Linked DNA regions of Oryctolagus cuniculus: region 2 is linked to region 1. A link is a contact called in public Micro-C data. All regions are on one chromosome and are shown on one strand. Each heading gives the region's core, a stretch centred on a gene start, on an enhancer-like site or on the middle of the called end of the contact. The rest is flanking DNA. Distances are from core to core; before and after follow the strand shown.

Region 1 (3,636 bases), core at 29-2,528:
TTTGGAAAACAACAAACCATTGCAATCCTTACAACGTGCCCTCTGCGCTTACAGCAGCTGGTCCTCAGCTCCCCTCTTGAGCGGCTCTGGTTCACAGGGAGGCCTTGGTTGTGTGTGCCAAGGCTTCCACGGAGCCCAGCTGCATAGCTAACCACCCAATCACTTCAAGGGCAGGTTAACGGCCAACACTAAGAAACAGCGATGGTAAGGGAGGACTGCTCTTCTAAGTTTTATACAAATAACATAGCCAGGAGGCCTTTCTGCATGATTATCCCAAAGAGAAACTTTGTACTGAGTGGCCACACCGTGCAAAGACGTCTTGAACCAACCACGAAACAGTAACCCTGCCTTTGAGGAGTCTGTAGGCAAAATTTCGGCCAGGTAGGTACCCAGGGACACGAACAGGGTGGGGGGGGGGGGTGCAGCATCACCAGGGCGAGTGGCCGAAACGCAAGGGACCCACTTCCACCGCAGGCACTGGCGCGGGCCTCGGGCAAGAGGATGAGATGTGGGGCGCGGAGAAGCTGCGGCTACTACTTGGAGAATCAAACTTCCCCCAAGGAAATGCGCGTCCACCTCACATTCTCGGCCGCAGCCCCGAGTGCAGGGGGCAGGAAGACAGCAACGCTGGTCTCGGGACTCTGCCTTAGGGCAGCCCGGGGGAACCCACCGAGGCTTCGCCTCACCTGACCGTCCTGACTACGAAGTACACCAGCACCGCGCCGCTCACCACCATCAACACGGTCAGGGCTCGCTGGGTCATGGGCTTGTCGCCAGGGTTGGGGCTCACGGCGAGGCCGCCTCCCACGGAGCCTTCCCCGGCCTTCCCCGCGACCTCGTCGGCCACAAGCCCCGCCCCGGGGCTGCTGCCATTGCCGCCTTCGGGGCCCCGCGGCCCGGCGACCTCAGGCCGAGCTGGGGTGGGGCCCGGCGGCGGCGTGCGTGGCTGCGGCTCCGGAGGCCTGGGGCCCGGCGCGGCCTCGGCGGCCTGCAGCAGCACCGCCAGGGGCCCGCTCAGCGCGGGCAGCAGCAGCAGCAGGACCAGGACAGGGGCCAGGAGGCGCCCGAGACCGCAGCAGCAGCAGTGCGGGGCCTTCATCGTCCCTGGACCGCCCTCTCACCACGCGGGAGCCGCCGGGCCCGCCGCCCGGGCTGCAGGAGGCACCATGGGCGCGAAGGAGACCGAGGCAGGCCGGGCCTTGACAGGTGGCACAGGCGGCGGCGCCGGCAGCTGCTGGGAGAACCGGAAGTTCGTGCATCTCAGAGGCCGCTGCTGCTAGAGACGCTGTCGGTTGCTATCCTGTCAGGGCGGGGCGCGCTCAGTGACGTCAGAGGCGCGGGGCCGACTGCGCACGCGTCCTGGTGGAAGCAGGAAGGTTCAGACTTTGAGGTTGGTTTTGGTGCTTTGACTGTCGGGCTGAATAGGAAAAGGAGTGGTTTAAGGTGGGTAACAAAGAAAGCGGACAGACAGGATTGTGTGGCGTTTGCAGCAGCTCTGCATGCGGAAGCTGAGAAATAGGAAGCTTATTATTTGAATTCTTTGGTGCAGATCTGCAGAAACAGATTAAGTAAGCAAGATGCTTAAGAAGTTCCGCACAGTCAGCTTAGTTGCAAACTTTCAACAGGCCTTGTTTCTGCCTCCAGGCCCTGGCCCACTTTCCTCAGAGCACTTCCTGTCGAAAATTTAAGTTTCTTATCACAGCCAAGAACCTGAGGCTCCTCTCTCTGCAATGTATTCCAGCAGGCAGACAGTGTCCCTATCTCCTAGTGTCTGGGTGTGTTTAGGGGACGGGGAGATGGGAATCTACTTTCTCCCAGGTGCTGGCTTCAGGTTGTAAAAATCCTCTTGAAATCGGAAAAGGTCCCCTAAAATTTACCCTGAAATGTGGCCCCTTAAAGTTCCCTAGAAATGCTATCCGGGGTGCCACATGCGCTACTGGAATTTGGGGTGCCTTACAATTTCACTACGGGCTTATTACTAAATCCCCGCTATTAATAAGCCCGAGAGGGTTCTTGCCTAATATTTAGAGAAGAATTCTAAATACCGGCACAGATAAACGAGGCAGCATGGTACGTTTTAAGCTTTTATTTAGTAAGAAAGGTGCATAAGAGAGTGAGAGCTTTATTTAGGGGAGAGAGGTGAATAGGGGTTCATACCAAGCACCAGGAACCAGCCATGTGGATGAGCGTCTAGGCCAGGAAGCCTAGAGCACATGGCCCAAAGGCCTTGCACCCTGGAGGGGCAGGGCTACAGCAAGCCCTGTCCTGGCAAGAGGCCAGGGAAGAAGAGCTGGGGCAGAGCACACTGTGCCCTAGCCTTTTAACCCACTCCAAAGGGGAGTGCTTAATTAACCTGATTGGCTGGTGGGCACCCCTGTGTGGCCAGGTAGGGGGATAAGGCCACACAGGGGCGTGGTCTTCCAGTTCACAAATCTGACCAATTTTAACCTGTATGCCTGCCTACTTCACTCTCCTGTGAAGAAAATAGGAGAAGCTTTACTTTTCCTTTGGGTAGAGTCACTTAGCGAGCACAGGTGGCGTATGATCCTGCCATCTCAGCTCCTAAAAGCTCTCCAGGTCTTCGTTTACAACGAGTTGCCCCACTGAGTTCTGGCCCCTCTCCCCTATTGCAGTGGTCTGGAATAAAGCCTTCTCTGAGGTTTAATGCTGGCATCCACAGTAACCCCGACTTGAGCAGGTACTGACAAACAAACATCTGGGTAGGGACAGAGTTAATGTTTGTTGTTGTTGTTGTTGTTGTTGTTTGACAGGCAGAGTGGACAGTGAGAGAGAGAGACAGAGAGAAAGGTTTTCCTTTGCCGTTGGTTCACCCTCCAATGGCCGCCGTGGCCCGCACTGTGGCTGGCGCACCGCACTGATCCGATGGCAGGAGCCAGGTACTTATCCTGGTCTCCCATGGGGTGCAGGGCCCAAGTATTTGGGCCATCCTCCACTGCACTCCCTGGCCACAGCAGAGAGCTGGCCTGGAAGAGGAGCAACTGGGACAGAATCCGGCGCCCCGACCAGGACTAGAACCCTGTGTGCCAGCACCGCAAGGAGGAGGATTAGCCTAGTGAGCCACAGCGCCGGCCTGTTTGTTGTTTTTAAACACCTGTGTATTCAACAAATTGTTTAGATTCCCCGCTCTTTGCTTAGCTCTGCATCAGTTGGTGAACTGATGGGACGTGGTCTCTGCCTTCACAAAAAATTTAGTCTCAAGTGAGGATAAAATTAACCAAACTCAGTTTGAGTTCTGAAGTCTGTTACATTAGAAGGTACAAGATGCAGTTGCGTCTGCCTGGTAGAATTGCAGGGACCAGGAATCTTAATGTTAGATTCCAGGGTGAGAAGCCCATTTGTGAAACACCCCTAGTGCCAGCTTCCAACTGCCATTTACTGGTAGTAAAGTGCCATTTCTTATTCTTCATTTTCCTTACTCCAAACCTTATTCCAAACCGTATGTGGAGGACAGTTGGTATTTAGTGCCGCTGTCTCCCACATGCAGGAAAGTCCAGCATTCAACTCAATAAAAAAGGAAGGAGGGAGGACACCTACATTCTCTTTCTTCCAAAATCTGATTTTACCATTGTGTTCTTCATTATGATTAATGACATCATTCTTCTCTGAAAGGCTCAG
Region 2 (3,729 bases), core at 613-3,112, 420 kb before region 1:
ATTTAAAATGAATCTTCTAGTTCACGCTGCCATATTGCAGATTCTGTATTAGAAACGTTGTCCTCTGAGTGACTGAGCATCACGTCTGGTTAGAAGCTATTCTCTATTCATTTCTGTGTTCCCATTCTCGCCCATGTTGCCTGGCCCATACTAGTTGCTCAAACAAAATTGAACGGATTTAATTTACTGAGGCATATTGTTCCATCAGTGTCAGAGTGATATCTTAACATTCAAAGTGTATTTGTTTACTGCTTAGAAACCCAACTCTAAAGGATTTAGCGTCGTAACCACACATCAGCCCTCTTCCCCTTTCCAGTTCCCTTTTAACTTAAATAAGAAGCTTCTTCATCCTTTTGCAGTTTCTGCTGGTGGAGAAGTCAGCGTAATAGAAATGCACTAATGCAAGCGGGATTTGACTAGACATCAATAAACTCGAAAGGCTCCCAGCGGGCCACTTGCAGTGTCAATATAGGCTCATAATTACTTGCTCCTTGGAGCATTTTAGACTCAACCCCTGGGTTCGCTCTGCTGCGAAGAAAAAGCTGCAAAGCTCAGAGGGTCTTAACTTCTTAAATCCTAGGCAAAGAAGAGCAAGCAACCGGAGAGGACCTCGGATTCTATTAGGCAAAGGCGTGGGCTGTTGTTGTCATTTTAAATCGTCATTGAAAACTCAGCCCTGCTGACGGAGGACCGGTGGCGGCCTCGCCATCCGTGGAGGCGGGCCAAGAGTGAACCATCACTGGTCGAGCCTCCTTTCAACCGGAAAGAACGAGGAACCCAGTCCGAGAGAGACTCTACAGGGTCCAGGAGCCCGTGACTGGCGCATACCGATGGGGAAAATCCTGGCTTAAAGGCGTCGCGTCACACTAGGGGCCCTCCAGCCACGCAGCAAGGGGCAGAACCCGGGGGGTGCACCGTCAGAGCCTCCAGGGTCTCTCCTGGCTGGCCAAAGTGGGGGTGCGGTCGCATTCAAAGACTCTGAAAGTGCCCCCGGGCCACACAGCACAAAGTAAGGGAGAGGGCTGGGGAGAAGCGGGGGTGAAAAGCACATGGATGGGACATTCCAAGAGAGACATTCCTGCCCTCTCTCCCTCCTCCTGGCGCTGTGTTGGGTTCCGGGGGTATTCGAGCTTAAAAGAGAAACCCACCACTGACTTCTATCAGAACCCTGCTTCTCCGCAGTGAAGTTTAACCGCGAGTGGAGTTCCCTTGACTTCTGCGTGAGGAGTTTCCAAATGACAAGTAGAGGAATTCAAACACCCGCCAAGTTCCCAATGGCACCTCTGTCTTCCCTGGTTTGTCGCGGGCTGTGGGGCCCGGCTGTCAGCCACCAAGCACTCCGAGGGAGCGTTGGTCTCATCCGCCTCGGGTGGTCCTGTACTTTCCGGACCGAGGCGAGCACGGAATCACGCGCTCACTCTGTCGCCTGGTGGCTCCCTGCCCCCTTGCGCTCCACCTGAGGGGTGGGCGTGGGTTGCGGGGGGACATTTACACTCCCACGTGTTCTGCACAATCTCTCTATAGAAGCCACCCCCTGGCAACCTCCCAGGCGGACTCTCCCAGGGCTCCGTCCCAGGCATTCCTCCCGCGGGACTGGTTTCTAATCGGTCCCCAGTTGAGCCGCCCTCTCCGCGCTAATGCTCGCAGTCTAGCCCAGCGTTCCCCGGATCCAGAGCGCCAAGGCTTTGCCGTCCCAGGAGAGCGCGTGTGCCTTTGTGCGTGTGTCTGTGTGCGTGTCCGGGGCAGGGAGCTGTGTGTGTGTGCGCGCGGGTGTGTGCGTCCGTGTGTCCGGCTGTGCGCGGGTGCGCGCGCGCGCAGGGCTCCGAGCTTCCTCTCCCGGCACAGCGCACCCAGCGCCCGCGACGCTACTCTCCTAGCAGCCGCCAGCAACGCGAGGCAACAGCAGCCTCCGCCCCCTCTGCCCCGTGATTGGTCGGTTCTGCTCATCATTTCCCTGCTAGCAAGAGGGAAGGGCCAGTGACGCCCCCAGCCCAGCTGCAGAAGCGGCCGCCACCTCCGATGCACAAGGTGTCTCTTCTGAAAAGCAACCTGAGCCCCAGGGAGGCGGCGTAGAGACCCGGGCAGGGCTGGCGCGCTCAGCGCGGGAGGGCGCCGCGCAGCGCTCCAGGACCGGGGCTGCTCGGCCTCCGAGGACCCGAGCGACCTGATCCCGGGATCCCGCTCCACGCTCCTCTCGCCTTTTACGGATCTCCCCCCGCACCCCACGACTCTCCCGCAAAACGGAGCCTGAATATCAGGAGAATCTGCGGGAGCTGGTGCACCCAGGACTTTCCCGGACACCCAAAATGCGCTCCATTAGGAAGAGGTGGACGATCTGCACGATAAGTCTGCTCTTGATCTTTTATAAGACAAAAGAAATAGCAAGAACTGAGGAGCACCAGGAGACGCAACTCGTTGGGTAAATGCAAAGCTTCATTTTAGGATATGACCAAAAAGAAAAAAAAAAAGTCAAGCGGGGAGTGAAATGGGGTGTAGACCGTAGAGCGATGGCTGGGGTCGCGTGAGTGTTCCTTTGAGCTTGCGTGTGCTTGGTGCCCTGCGTTAAATAACAAAAGGCTGCTGCCTAGGGGCTGTGCGTTCCCGGCGCGTGTTCAACTTGCCCTGTGCGGGGCGATGACACTTGTGCCTGCGCGGGGCCCGCTCGCACGCGAAGGAGAAGTCGTTGCAGAAGTGTCAACAAAGACCGTGCGCCCTTGTCCTTGTAATCGGTGCTGTGTTCTCTGCACGGGCACCCGATCGCTCTGGGTTAGGTAGGAGACAAGGGCGGGTTTCCTAAAAGGCTCAAGTTAAAGCCCAGATGCAGGAAACGGGTCCTTTCTGTTTCTTTACTTTAAAAATATTAATCATAACAACAATAAGCCTGGGTGTAGGTCTGCTTCTTGTCATCTGGTTTAGAAACTCCAGTAGCAGCCAGCATACTTCCTTGTTTGTTCTTGCATAGCTAAAACGCACGGTCCCAGTGTGAGAAAGAAACTGGGTCCTGTGGCTTCGCATGGACTGGTGTATTTCTGCGATTTCTTCAGTTGGTCGAGATGAGTTTAGAATCTTCCCCCGCCCCACTGGGTTCTCTAAATATCGCACTTCCTTCCTTCCTCCCCCCGGCCTCCGCGCCTGCCTTTGAAGTGCACTCAGGAGGTGGTGCCTTTGGCGTGGCTCTGGCACAGCTTGGAAGCCTTTTCTGAGGATGGGTACCAGGATGTCAACTCTGGACAAACTCGCCTCTCGGAAGCCCTCCCGGGTCCGGGGAATGCCCGCCCGGGGCTCCTGTGTCTCTGACATGTATGAAAACAGGAGAGGAGCCACTGCCATTGTGTGTGTCGGGGCGAGTGGGTGTGCATGCGCGCGCGAGGGCGCGCGCGCGGCGCGGGACCCCCACACACGCGAACTCCTCAACTTGGCGCACCCGGTTTCTCGTCCTGCTGCTCCTGCCTCCGTCGTAAGCCTGGAAGGGAGCCCGACGTGGGTCGGTCCATCCAGGAGGGACTGCCCTTCAGTGGAAACCTAGGACTGCTGTAGTAGTCAGACAGAGAATGAGAACACGCGAATATGGAACGGGCTGAATGCTCGTTAGGCATCAGCTCTGCCTGGTGTATTCGGGGGTGGGGGGACCCCAACTCTAGGAGGAGGTTTATGCAGGAGTAGGAGCTGTGAAGACCCAGTCCGGCCCAGTTGTCAGAAGAGCGTGGTTTGGGCGTGGATGTGAGCGTC

The links. A called contact is a pair of places that touch in the nucleus more often than the background predicts.
Region 2: a Micro-C map of ear pinna shows a contact between it and region 1, with 4 times the contacts expected there. The contact joins the promoter of ST8SIA4 here to the promoter of FAM174A in region 1. A contact is called at or near these places in 2 of 6 Hi-C or Micro-C datasets (ear pinna and an unstated tissue).

What each region holds. Positions count from the first base shown.
Region 1 is chr14:23,031,133-23,034,768 of mOryCun1.1, reverse strand. FAM174A (family with sequence similarity 174 member A) reads right to left here and starts at 1,278. Exons shown (of 3, transcript XM_008261970.4): 1 at 687-1,278. The coding sequence starts at 1,099. It overlaps LOC127492774 (a long non-coding RNA gene), which reads left to right. Exons shown (of 4, transcript XR_007922530.2): 1 at 1-381.
Region 2 is chr14:23,447,793-23,451,521 of mOryCun1.1, reverse strand. It overlaps ST8SIA4 (ST8 alpha-N-acetyl-neuraminide alpha-2,8-sialyltransferase 4), which reads left to right and starts at 1,862. Exons shown (of 5, transcript XM_002713936.5): 1 at 1,862-2,419. The coding sequence starts at 2,307.